2 separate regions of the Zea mays genome follow, and region 1 is linked to region 2. A link is a contact called in public Hi-C data. All regions are on one chromosome and are shown on one strand. Each heading gives the region's core, a stretch centred on a gene start, on an enhancer-like site or on the middle of the called end of the contact. The rest is flanking DNA. Distances are from core to core; before and after follow the strand shown. Region 1 holds the start of LOC100279573. Region 2 holds the start of lox11 (linoleate 13S-lipoxygenase11).

Region 1 (5,816 bases), core at 302-2,801, 440 kb before region 2:
AGAAATGCAGCTACCATGCTAAAAAACGCTTAACCTTCAAGGCTTCAACTACAGCAAATTCGTGTGTTATTAAAAAAACCCATGCATCTTCTGTAGATCTTGTGTAATACTGAATTAAATTTGGAACAGTGTACATATTTTGACATAGAGTGGGCACGAGCTAATAGTACACTATGCTAACATAGCATCATGAAGAGGATGCTTGCAAGATTACCTCCTCTGGATCAAGTAGGGATGTTTCCCAAAGCATTCCAGTCATCCCTCTCATTCCACCAAGGACCTGGAGGAACATCATTCAGGAATTTCCCAGGATAAGTTAGTATATGCTATAAAAGCAACAAAACTATCCATAGACAATTGATAAGCAATATATCATACCATATCCACAGTTATGTTTCCAAGCTGGGTCTTTCCATGCTCTGACTTGAGCTTCTTTAAGCGATCCTGTAACAAAACAGACTAACATATGAGAACAGCAAGGCCAGATGAAGACAGGTGGGTAGATAAACAAAGTACAAAGTAGATTTTCATAATAAACTTTTATTATTCTAAATTTGCCAACTACAGCTAGGTGCAAAACTAAAGTCGTGCAGACATGTTCCTGCATGCATTTGAGGTGAAAATGTATTGAACACAGAAATAATGAGCTAAAGGAAAAGGGATTGACACATGACACCATTCTCTATTAGCTGCTATTGGCTAAAAGAACAGAAGATAAAGGCATCAGATACCCCCCAAGAACTTTTCGACTTTACAAGATTTACAGATAGTCTACGCGCAGCAAACCTGTTGTTCCGGAATCAATTCCTGCAACTGGGACTTAAGATCCTGCATTTGCAGAAACACAATCAGCATGCTATCCAGAGTACACAAAACTCTACCACAAGGCATAACAGGAAGACGAACTGTCTTACGAGATCGGACGCGCTCTGCATCTGCAGCCACCTCACACCCCCCAGCGTGGTGGCCTCCTGCGCCTGGCAACACGAGCAGCACGGGGAAAAAATATCAGCACGACAACCCCCACAACCGGTGAAGCAGCATACATACACACAGACACGAAGACAAAGCGCCACCGCTACACGGACCACTCACCATGCGTGATCGCAGTCTCGAGACTGCGGTGAGGCCCCGATAGAACGCCATGGCCGGAGCGCTCGGCTACCACCGCACCTGCACAGACACAGCAACCAAACAAATAGAGGATCCCATCAGGTCACCGCCGCAGCCGAATTTGACCGAGACCCCAGAGAAGAAATTAGGGGAAGCAAACGGATAATTACTACTCGGCTCCGTCCCACCACGCAGCGAAAGAATCCGCGGCTGAGCGGGGGGCAGATCGGAGACGAAGATGAGGCTGGATTCGAGGGCTCGCGATGGGGAAGAGATCCCAATCCCAGCGAATAAAACGAACATTAGGCCTAGACTTGCTTACCAAGGAACGGAGAAATGAACCCGGGCTGGCGACGACGGCGCGCGTGTTCCGCGGCGAGGGAGGAGGGGAGCCTCTTGAGTCCTGACAAGTTGGGGCGGGGGGAATGGGACCGGTCGTCGTCCTCCACCGGTTGGTGAGGGGCGAGCCGAATATATATTGGAGTACCATTCCATTTCCAGATGCCGGACCCGGACACATGCACATGGCCCCCATTAACTTCAACTTTTTGCCAATTTGGAGACTCAGAACTTTGAAGAAATCTGAAATCGAAATGGCATATCCAAATTTGTAAACAAACGGTTCAAACCATATTATGGTCATTTTTGTGAGTTATGCGTTGGATTTTTGAGATACTGGAGACGGTGGGGCAAAGATACCTGAGACACCAATTCTGTTCTACTATCTTATGGTACAAAAGGTTCTTTTTCTCTTCAGTACATCCATGAAAGGCTGTTTCAAGTCTCAGCGGAGACCGAAAGAGGTAGAAAAGAACACAGATTGGACTTTTAAGCTCCAGCCATATATATATATATATATATGAATGTCACCCCTTTCAGTCCTCCGTAATATGGGATTTTATACATGGATGGAAAGGCGCTTCAGGGCTGTAGTCACAAATTAATAATATGTAAAATGAAGAATAGAACACTGAACACACAACTGCAAATTAAAAACAAAATCTGATGCAACGCGTACCTCTTCCATATTTCGATTCCACAAGAAAGAAAAGGGGCATCGGTTTTTGGCTCTCGTGAGCAAACACATGATCCTGGTTGTTTAGAAAGGTTGATCGAATAATCTGTAGGTGAATGATTTGAATTTGGTAGCTAGGTCACACTTTGCCACCTAGAAAGTGAGACGGCTTCACACTTTTCATGGAAAAAAGAATGAAATCCTGATCGTTGAAGATTACGTCTCTATCTCTATGAGTTTTCTTCGTGCCTCTCCGGCTCTCCCCGTCCCCTCCGCGCGTTCCTTGCAGCGTCAGCGTTTCGTGCAGGCGCGGACAATACCCAAAATAATGTGCAGGAGACAATACCCAAAATAATTAGTGTTTTTCTTTACTTCTTTATAGCATGAGTGTTGGAAGTCAAAACGACCGGCGCGGACGGTCCGAACCTGAGGCCGAACGGTCCGCGGTCCAGACTGTCCGCGGTGATGGCGCGGACGGTCCGCGCGTGCGCAGAGTCAGTTAGGGTTCCTAATTTCTCGTGAAATTTGTTACCTAAAACCATGGGATTGACTCGGAAATCAATTCAAAGCGGATCCAGACCTCCCCCTTATATAGATGAAGGGCTACGGCCGATTGAACCCCCTAACAATCGAATCAATACCACTTCTATTTCGCATTTATTTCCAGCACAATTATGAGTAATTCTAGTCTAGTTCTAGTTTAGCCTCTCGATCCCCAAATTCTTCGCCTCTCTTCGACTCTACGCCGATTAGAGGAGTCTAGGTCGGCCGGCCCGAGGCTAGACAACCCCTAGGATCTCTCCTCCCCGACGGGGTCCCTCCCAGGAGTGAGATCCAGGCGCCGCCGGCGACCTTCGCCGCCCCTGCGCAGGCGCGGACCGTCCGGCCATCAGGCAGGGAACGCCAGCCCCTGTACCAGGTCGCGGACCGTCCAGCCCCTGGTCGCGGACCGTCCGCGCCTCTGCAGAAGGCACCGCCACCGATTCTCACGCAGTGTTTGGCGCCCGAAAAAGATGTCAACATACTTTTGGCGACTCCGCTAGGGAATAGGTGTCTAGACCTGCTAAAAATCGGCCCATAGATGGCCGGTTCGAAGGATCACACCAAGATCTCCACCACCAACATCATCAAGCCAGCCATGGAGGCGCTCCCGGCTGATGACCAAAGACCCTTTGAAGACCTCGTAATGCGCGATGAGAAGGAGGTGATGCGGCAATGGAACGAACAACGCGACAAGGAAGAGGCGGAACTGCTGCATAAACTCTCTGAACGGCGCAAGGAGGCGGCAGAAAAGTATTTGTCACACTTCACAGTGGATCGCCACCAGAAGATCATCCGTCAAGGGGAGATCGATATGGAATCTCTCCTACCTCCACTTCAGGGTCCCGCTGTAAGTACTCCAGATCTATCTCTTACGACTTTCATGGATCAACGAGGAGATCAGTTAAAGCAATATGTAGATGAATCTATTAAAATGCATCTACGTTCATACGAGAAATCAGCTGCTCCTATCTTTCCATCGCAAGAGTCTAATACAGAGCCACCCGCGTCAAACACATCGGCTATAAATGGGTCACCCTTGACCCAGCCATCATATGGTATGCCGATGCACACTTTCGTGCCACCATCACAGCCACAACCACTAGGCACGCGACAAGTACTGGACGCGGCCGGACCGTTCGAGCATCATCTCAGACAGTCTAGTTATACCGTGGACCGTCCGGCGTATTTCGCCGGACCGTCCGACCAGATGCAGGCCCGCACACAAACCGCCCAGGTCGCACCATACATGGCCGGACCATCAGGGTACAACCCCGAACAATTCGGCCCCATCACGGACCGTCCGGTGCATCACACCGGACCGTCTGGATATGTTGCGGACCGTCCGCTATCTTACGTCGGACCGTCCGGATATGGCATGAACCGGCCAACGTATTACCGGACCATCCGACTCTACACGAGTCCACGCGCAGACTGCCCAAGTCGCGCCATATATGACCGATCCGTCCGGGTACAGCCTTGGACCATTCGGCCCGATCACGGACCGTCGAGTTCTTTACGACAGACGGTCTGGGTACGAGACTACCCAGGTAGCACCATATACGGCTGGACAATCTGGATATACCTTCGGACCATTTGGCCAGGTCACGGACCATCCGGCCTTTTACGCCGGACCGTCTGGATATGCGTACGCAGAGCCGAGAGCTGCGCAGTACGCACAATTTCCACATTCATCGCAACAACATTATGGTGCCCCACCAGCAACACATTATAATCATACCATACCACCTCATGGACATAGGGCTGAATACTGTTCGGCCACAAGAGAGCCTGAGAGGTATAGGGCAGGAGCTGGTGACATTAATAGGACACCTAACACACACATCAAACATCCCTGGGAGGAAAGTCGACAGAGTGATGTCAGGCAACCTGAGATTTCCACCCACAAACTCAATGGATGGTCGCCAGACATGGCGGAGAGGATCAGAGACGAGGTAGCCGGGATGTTCAGGGACAAACTCGGTGTTAGTGTGTCAGGTACAGGGCAATCGTATCAGAAGCCTTATAGCCACCGATTCGACACCGTGCTGTATCCACAGGGAACTAGAATACCAGACTTCTCTAAATTTTCTGGTGAAGGTGGGAAAAGCACACACGAACATATTAGCCAATTCATAGCACACTTGGGAGAATTGGCTGATGGGGAAGCCTACCGCGTTCGTTTATTCTTGTTGTCCCTTACCGATACTGCATTTGCATGGTACGCAGCTTTGCCACCAAACTCTATTAACTCTTGGGAAGAATTAGGGCAGAAATTTCATGAACACTTCTTCTCAGGAGAACATGAATTAGAATTGGCTGACTTAGCTTCAGTCCGACAGGGGCCTGAAGAATCGGTTAATGACTATATCCAAAGGTTCCGGGACACTAGAAACCGATGCTTTCAGATTCATGTCGCAGAAAAACAACTAACAGGGCTGGCTTTCAATGGGTTGCGACCCTACTTAAAAGAAAAATTAGATGGCACCCCATTCTTTTCGCTAGTGCACTTGCACCAGCGGGGTATGACATGTGAAAGCCGAAGTAAGGAAACATCAAAATCGGCTAGCCATAAGATGCATCTAGTGGGATACGATAATTCAGACGATGAATCCACGGATGTATACACCGCCGAACTGGTTTGGCCAGGACAGGCTAAACCTTCCGCATGTTCTGCTTTACAGTCGATTCGAAAGAATCGACAAGAAGAAGTTAAGTTTACTTTTAATGTTGCCAAATGCGATAAAATATTTGACGAGTTACTAAAAAATGGCAACATTAAATTAACTCATACTATTCCTGCTCCTGATGAATTAAAAAGGTGTGCTTATTGTAAGTGGCATAATTCTTTTTCTCATGCCACCAATAATTGTAATGTTTTTCGTCGACAAATACAATCGGCCATAAATGAGGGTCGATTGGCTTTTCAGGAGATGCAAGTAGACACACAACCTTTTCCTGTTAATACAATAGAACTCGCATGCAAAAATGTCTTGGTTCGGACTGAAATGGCCGATAAAGGCAAAGGCAAGGGCATCGTCATTAACAATCCTCGCATGTCAATCATATCACAAAAGGAGATTGCTCAAAAGGCTTCGGACGAGAAGGCTAAAAAGTCCGAAGACGCCGGGGGGCAGGCACAATTAAT
Region 2 (6,255 bases), core at 213-2,712:
GCAGCGGGATGCCGTCGCTGTAGAGGTCGTCGATGGCCGGGAAGTGCGGGAAGCGCAGCTCCCTCTTGATGAGCATCGGCCTGATGGCCGGGAGCAGCGCGTGCAGGCCCGAGCGCAGCGTCGTGGCCCCGAACGTGAGCTGCTTGACCTCCGAGAACTGCTCGTCGCGGGGCACGTAGTTGTGCCCATGGCGCACCTCCGCCTCGGGGTCCTTCCTGGTCCTGGGGCGACCGGTGCGGCAGCGGCGCGGGTACGGGTACCGCTTGCTGCCGCCCAGCACGGGCCGCTGGTGGGCGGGGTTCTTGTCCGGGTCGCCCAGGTCGTTGTACACGTCGTAGTCGTAGACGCGCTCGGACGCCTTGCGCTCGCCGTGGCCGTCGCCCCGAAGCGCCTGCAGGTCCTTCTTCCTCAGGTCCTCCAGGCCCTTGGGCGTGTCGGACGGCAGGTAGGACTGCACGCACGCGATCGATCGAAGCAACGGTCATATGCCATGCATCTAGCTGGCAGCTATAGGCTATAGCAAGTTCCCAGCAGTGCCCTATATGCATGCTGTGACGGCTGACCTTGAGGGTGAAGAAGATGCGCTTCTCCGGGTTGTCGAACTTGGAGTGCACCCAGGAGTTGCAGCCGAAGGTGACGGCGGTGCTGCTGTCGCTGCCCGTGACGAGCTTGATCTCCCTGATGAAGATCTCCTTGTGGTGCTCGTTCTCCAGCAGCACCGCGCCCACGGGCCCGAACGACGCCGGCACCTTGAACTCCGCCTCGTAGTGGCCCTCCCGCAGCGTCTTGTGAGCGAACGCCGTCACCCGCGGCTTCTCCAGACCCGTCTCTGCACCCACCACCACCACCACACATGCTCAGAGCCTCAGACTCGCTCGATCAGGTTCAGGTACATATACATACAGACTAACAGACGGACGGTATCACGCACTACTACTCACTTGCGTCGACCTCGGAGCTGACGAGTTCCATCAGCAGCGTCTTGCCGAAGAAGTCGCCGGCGTCGTCGAGGGCGCGCTGGAAGTACATCTGACCGATGGCCGGCGCCGCCTGCACCGAGGCCGTCACCGTCAGCATCTTCTCCACGGTGACGGCCGACACGGCGCCGCTGGCCTCCTCGGTGGCGCTGCAGCTGATCCTCGGCAGCCGCATGTGGCGCTGGAGCCGGGAGCGGGGGGAGGACACGACGCCCCTCCGCCTGCTGGCCGCCGCCGCCGCCGCCGCCACCGGAGAGGGCGACGACGCCAGGCGCGAGCCGATGACATTGCCCCGGTGCGCGGGCAGCACGAGAGGCTGCTTCATGTTCATCTGAATCATGGCTAGCTGCCCTGCCCCTGCTTTTTCTGTAGATCAGATCGGACGACTGAAACAAGCTAGCCAGTAGTCGACCGAGCGCGCGGTCTGTGCGTATGCTGATGGGCCGTAGATATAGTGAGTCCGGTGGGGTAGATGCCGTGTTGCACGTGGGGGATCGGAATAATATCAGGGGCCAATTCCCTGTATGCCACTGGAAAATATACTCATTCCTTGTATGCCACTAGCCCCACATGTCATAGACACCAAAAAATATACCTATATGCCACTCAGTGGCACACAAGGGATGAGTATAAAATATGATGGCATACCAGGAATTTTCTCTAATATCAGCGACTGGTGTGGTGTGTGTGTGCCAATGCTCAGAGCGAGCTGTTCTTTGCAAGGCAGGCTCGAACTGTTTCCGTGACCACCTAACAGGATCTCGCGTGGAACGGAAGGACCAACGACTCGATCTCGAGAGGATCGACAGGCCGGGTCTTTGAAAGGGCGGATTGGCTCGAACTGTTTCCCTGACCACCGATGAGTGCTCTGACGATCAAGTACCATTGCTGTTGCAGTGTCCAACGTCTTGCCATGGACAAAGAGAAGATTGTCTCGAAACGATCGATCTGGGCGTACGTGGTTCCATGGATATGTACCGTGTGCGACGCGTGGGCCGGTGTGCCCCTCACAAGAGTAGCTCGCAACTCGCCTTGGCCAGGTAGGTAAGTCGTGGCAAGGCTGGAGGCTGCACATGCACGACCGCTGGTCGCTGTCGACTGAAGATCGAGGTGCCCGGCTCTGAGAAGATGGTCACCGACTGCAACTTGACCTGCTCGGCAACTGGTCACGTTGTTGACGGTCATGTTGCTGTTACAATGAGCAAATGGTCGACGGGTTTACCGTTTTGAGCCTAAAAAACCCGCACCCCTTCGGTTTCGGTAACTCCGCGTACCGACCAGTTTACCCAAACCAAATCAAACTTAGTTTCGTGGCGGTTTATCGATGAAAAACCTGCGGTAAATTAAACTTCCCTAAACCGTTGGTTTTCCAAAAAAAATGCATCGGTTTTCACTATTTTTTACATAAGAAAAAAATGACAGGATTCTATTTGTAATTTGCTCGATTCACATTGCACAGTAAATATTAATTGATCCACACGACATATATTTACCAAAATAACATACGACATACATATGCAACCGCAAACTTCAGTTCTTATACAACAAACAACCAACGAACTTCGCGATACTCAAATACAAGTTTTTTTTGCATCTCTCCAATGCGTCAACGACACATAGGTCGACTTATTTTTATAATACTCACATGTTCAGCTCGAGTCATAGTGATAGTACCCAAGCATGTTGTAAGGATCGTGATATGGTTTCAATCCGTCATAGTGATAGTTCTATACAAAAAGATATGAGATACATTAGCGAGAAAACAAGAACGGCAAATAAATACTTATCCACGAAGCAAAAATAACATACTGGTGCAGCGGGAACTTATCCATACCCATATTGTGGTCCTGGTGGGTACTTATTTGACAAATTTGAATATGGCGGTGGAGGGGGTCCATAGTTTCCATACCCATACATGATCGATGGTGGTACTTTGTCTGGTGGTCCTTGACCCGGTTGCCATTGCCATGCAAAAGGGTTATAGACTGAGTCTTGTCCAAGCGGATAGTTAGAAGAATTGGAGCTACTTGAGCTACGGATTCCATCTTGGACAGAAAATGAAACTGAACGATGCCGACCACTTATTGTCTCTCGCTGTGAATGAGGTGCATCATGGTAAGAATGTTGTGTGGCATGGGTGAACCGACTTCCTCTAGTGGACCTCCAATCTCATGCACCACTCTCTCCTGCACTACTCCCTCTTGCACCACTCCCTCCTGCACAATATAATCCAACATCACCATGGTTGCCATCATCACCTGCACTAGGGTCGGTTGTGTTATCATCACTGTCTTCATCCTCTTCTTCCTCTTCGATTTGATTGGTGATTTTGACCCTTTTCCTTTCCTATCTGATGGACCAAGTCTTGTCTTCCCCTTGCCAAGGTGGGTGTCGCTAACTGTTTCATCGGCCCATTCTTGCACTTCCTATGTGCCTCCATATTTGTGTACAAGCGATGTAAATAGTGTGCTAGGAAGAGGAGTGTCACTGATAGGTGAGTCTTCATCCAACGTTGGAGGTGCATTGGATCTTCCTCTTTCCATCCAATCTCTAATGGCTTCATTATGCCTGTGTAATGATAGATCCATGAAGGCCAAGGCAGGATCAAACTCACTAGGCTCTGGTGTGTTAGATGCTTGTTGGATGCTAAGACGAAGGTTTTAGTTAACAAACACAAGTTCATGCAATTGAAAGTAGTTGAGTTTGTTGCAGAGCTTTGTGTGGATGAATGCAAAAGTACTCCAGTTGCGCTCGCACCCTCTCGACGAGGCACACTCTGATAGTAACCGCTTAGCAACACGTTGTAGTGTCGACATATCTGATCCAAACATGGATCACCAACTCAACGGAGATGTCACGCAGTCAATGGCCTTTCTCCTTGCAAGCTCACTTGAGAAGTCTACAATCTTCCTCTTGAAGAAGTCATACTCTTGGAGTGCCACTGCAACAGTATTCGAATCAAACATCCTTTCGACACCCTTATGAAGATTTGTCATGAGATTGTTCGTGGTCCCCATGACATAGTTCACATATGGATGCAAGGCACACGCTAGTTGCACATATGTGTCTGTCATGACAATGTTCATTCTAGCATCAACCACATCTGTTGGGGGCCTTCGTCTTCCGAAGGTCCTCAAAAACATGATTAACAATGTTTCCCAAGTGTAATATATGTATATGAACCTTCGGACTCGGAATGGAGCTGTACACATTATGAAAAGCATGGTCGGGACGAAGGTTGAACCAGTTCCGAAGCTACGCGCAAGGAAGCTTCGGCTCAGTAGCAGAAAAAGGAACCGACTTAAAGAGGAAAATGCAATCTAGTCCTCGATAGATTGTCCTTAAGTCAATAGTAAACATGAAGGACATGAATGTAATTTTACACAGGCTGCGCCTTGTGCCTATAAATAGATGAACAGTATCCCTATACTGTTCACGTTGACTTGTATTCACTCATGCGTCACGCTTGGACTTTTGCCTTCTATCAAGCCGAAGGTACAAATGTAATTCAATACTGTCCATGTTCATTGATGATGATATAAAAAAGATATATTAATGATGTCATATGATTATTCATGTCATTTCTCATGTTTCATATGCTTCTTCTTTCATTAATATATACTGCGATGATGAAGGTACGTCCTTCATGACCTTCGTCTAAAGATCATTATATCCTAAGCAAGATAATGCTTCGAAGGACGAAGGACTTTAACCATTAACATTCTGTGTTGCCTTGTTCTTAACTCATAGCATTTAAGAACAAGTCCCCAACATTGGCGCCCACCTCTGGTGAACTCAATCGGCCACCTTCGGCAAGCCGTGACCTTCGTCATGCCGCCAAAGAAAACTTCTTTAGGGCTAGGGGTTGCACTGCAGCTGCTGGACATCAACCAGGACACATTGCGCGAAGCTCGAACTCAAAAGAGGAAGGCTATAAATCCAACACCCCAGGAGGAGGAACTGGACCAGGAGATCAAGGACCTCGAAGATATTCATCAATAGGTCCAGAGGAAAAGGGAGAAGATGCTTCGTCTCACCGATCTTCAGAAGAAGATCGATGAGGCCGCTGAAGAAATGCGTCATCTCACTCAAGATGACCAGGACCGAAGGCCTCAGCATAGGGAGCTTCATCAAGACAACTCATTCAACGAAGATGAATGGTATGATGACTTTCATCATGGTAACTTTACTTTTGATGATGCTTCTCCCCTGGCAGCAGAATTGCAGGCTATTCCATGGCCATAATCCTACAAGCCACCCTAGTTACCCAAGTATGATGTGCACTCGGATCCAAATCATTTTTTGATGAGTTATGAGGCAACAATATCCTCATATGGAGGCAATGCTGCTGTCATGGCAAAATCCTTCGTCATGGCAGTCCGAAGTGTGGCCCAAACATGGTACTCTTCTCTCTGGCCAGGGACAATCACATCATGGCAGAAGCTTAAGGACATGCTGGTCACCAGTTTTCAAGGGTTTCAGACGAAGCCAGTCACCGCTCAGGCCTTGTTTCAGGCGTACCTTCAGGCGTATGTCCGAAGGTTCTTGCGCCTGAGAGCACAAGCGCCTACGGTGCCTAATGAAATCGTCATTGAGGTCATGATCAAAGGTCTTCGGCCAGGGCCTATTGAAAGGGAATTAGGCTTACACCTTTTTCCTAATTGATTTTGGTGGTTGAATTGCCCAACACTAATAATTGGATTAACTAGTTTGCTCTAGTCTATAAGTGTTTACAGGTGCCAAAGGTTCACAATAAGCCAATAAAAAGACCAAGAAAGGGTTCAAACAAAGAGAGCTAAAGACATCCCAAAAGGCATCCTGGTCTGGCGCACCGGACTGTCCGGTGTGCCACCAGACAGTGTCCGGTGCACCAGGGCACTCGAAGCTCAACTCGCTACCTTCGGGAAAATCAGAGGGCACTCCGCTATAATTCACCGGACTGTCCGGTGAGTCACCGGACAGTGTTCGGTGCACACCGGACTGTCCGGTGTGCCAGCGGAGCAACAGCTACATCGCGCGCAACGGTCGACTGCAACCGCATTCAATGCACTACAGTGCGCGTAGAGGTTAGAGCACGCGCGGGAGGCGCACCAGACAGTCTACAGGACCTGTCCGGTGCACCACCGGACAGCCTAGAGGCCCCACCTGTCAGAGCTCCAACGGTCGAACCCCAACGGCTGGCTGACGTGGCTGGCGCACCGGACTGTCCGGTGCGCCATGCGACAGCAGCCTTCCAACGGCCATTTTTGGTGGTTGGGGCTATAAATACCCCAACCAC

Evidence for each region. A called contact is a pair of places that touch in the nucleus more often than the background predicts.
Region 1: a contact with region 2 is called in a Hi-C map of ear, with 3 times the contacts expected there. The contact joins the promoter of LOC100279573 here to the promoter of lox11 in region 2. A contact is called at or near these places in 2 of 25 Hi-C or Micro-C datasets (ear and leaf).

What each region holds. Positions count from the first base shown.
Region 1 is chr5:126,322,590-126,328,405 of Zm-B73-REFERENCE-NAM-5.0, reverse strand. It overlaps LOC100279573, which reads right to left and starts at 1,551. Exons shown (of 20, transcript NM_001155598.2): 1 at 1,436-1,551; 2 at 1,096-1,173; 3 at 915-977; 4 at 787-828; 5 at 379-444; 6 at 215-280. The coding sequence starts at 1,146.
Region 2 is chr5:125,881,218-125,887,472 of Zm-B73-REFERENCE-NAM-5.0, reverse strand. It overlaps lox11 (linoleate 13S-lipoxygenase11), which reads right to left and starts at 1,462. Exons shown (of 4, transcript NM_001112511.1): 1 at 942-1,462; 2 at 564-829; 3 at 1-451. The coding sequence starts at 1,317.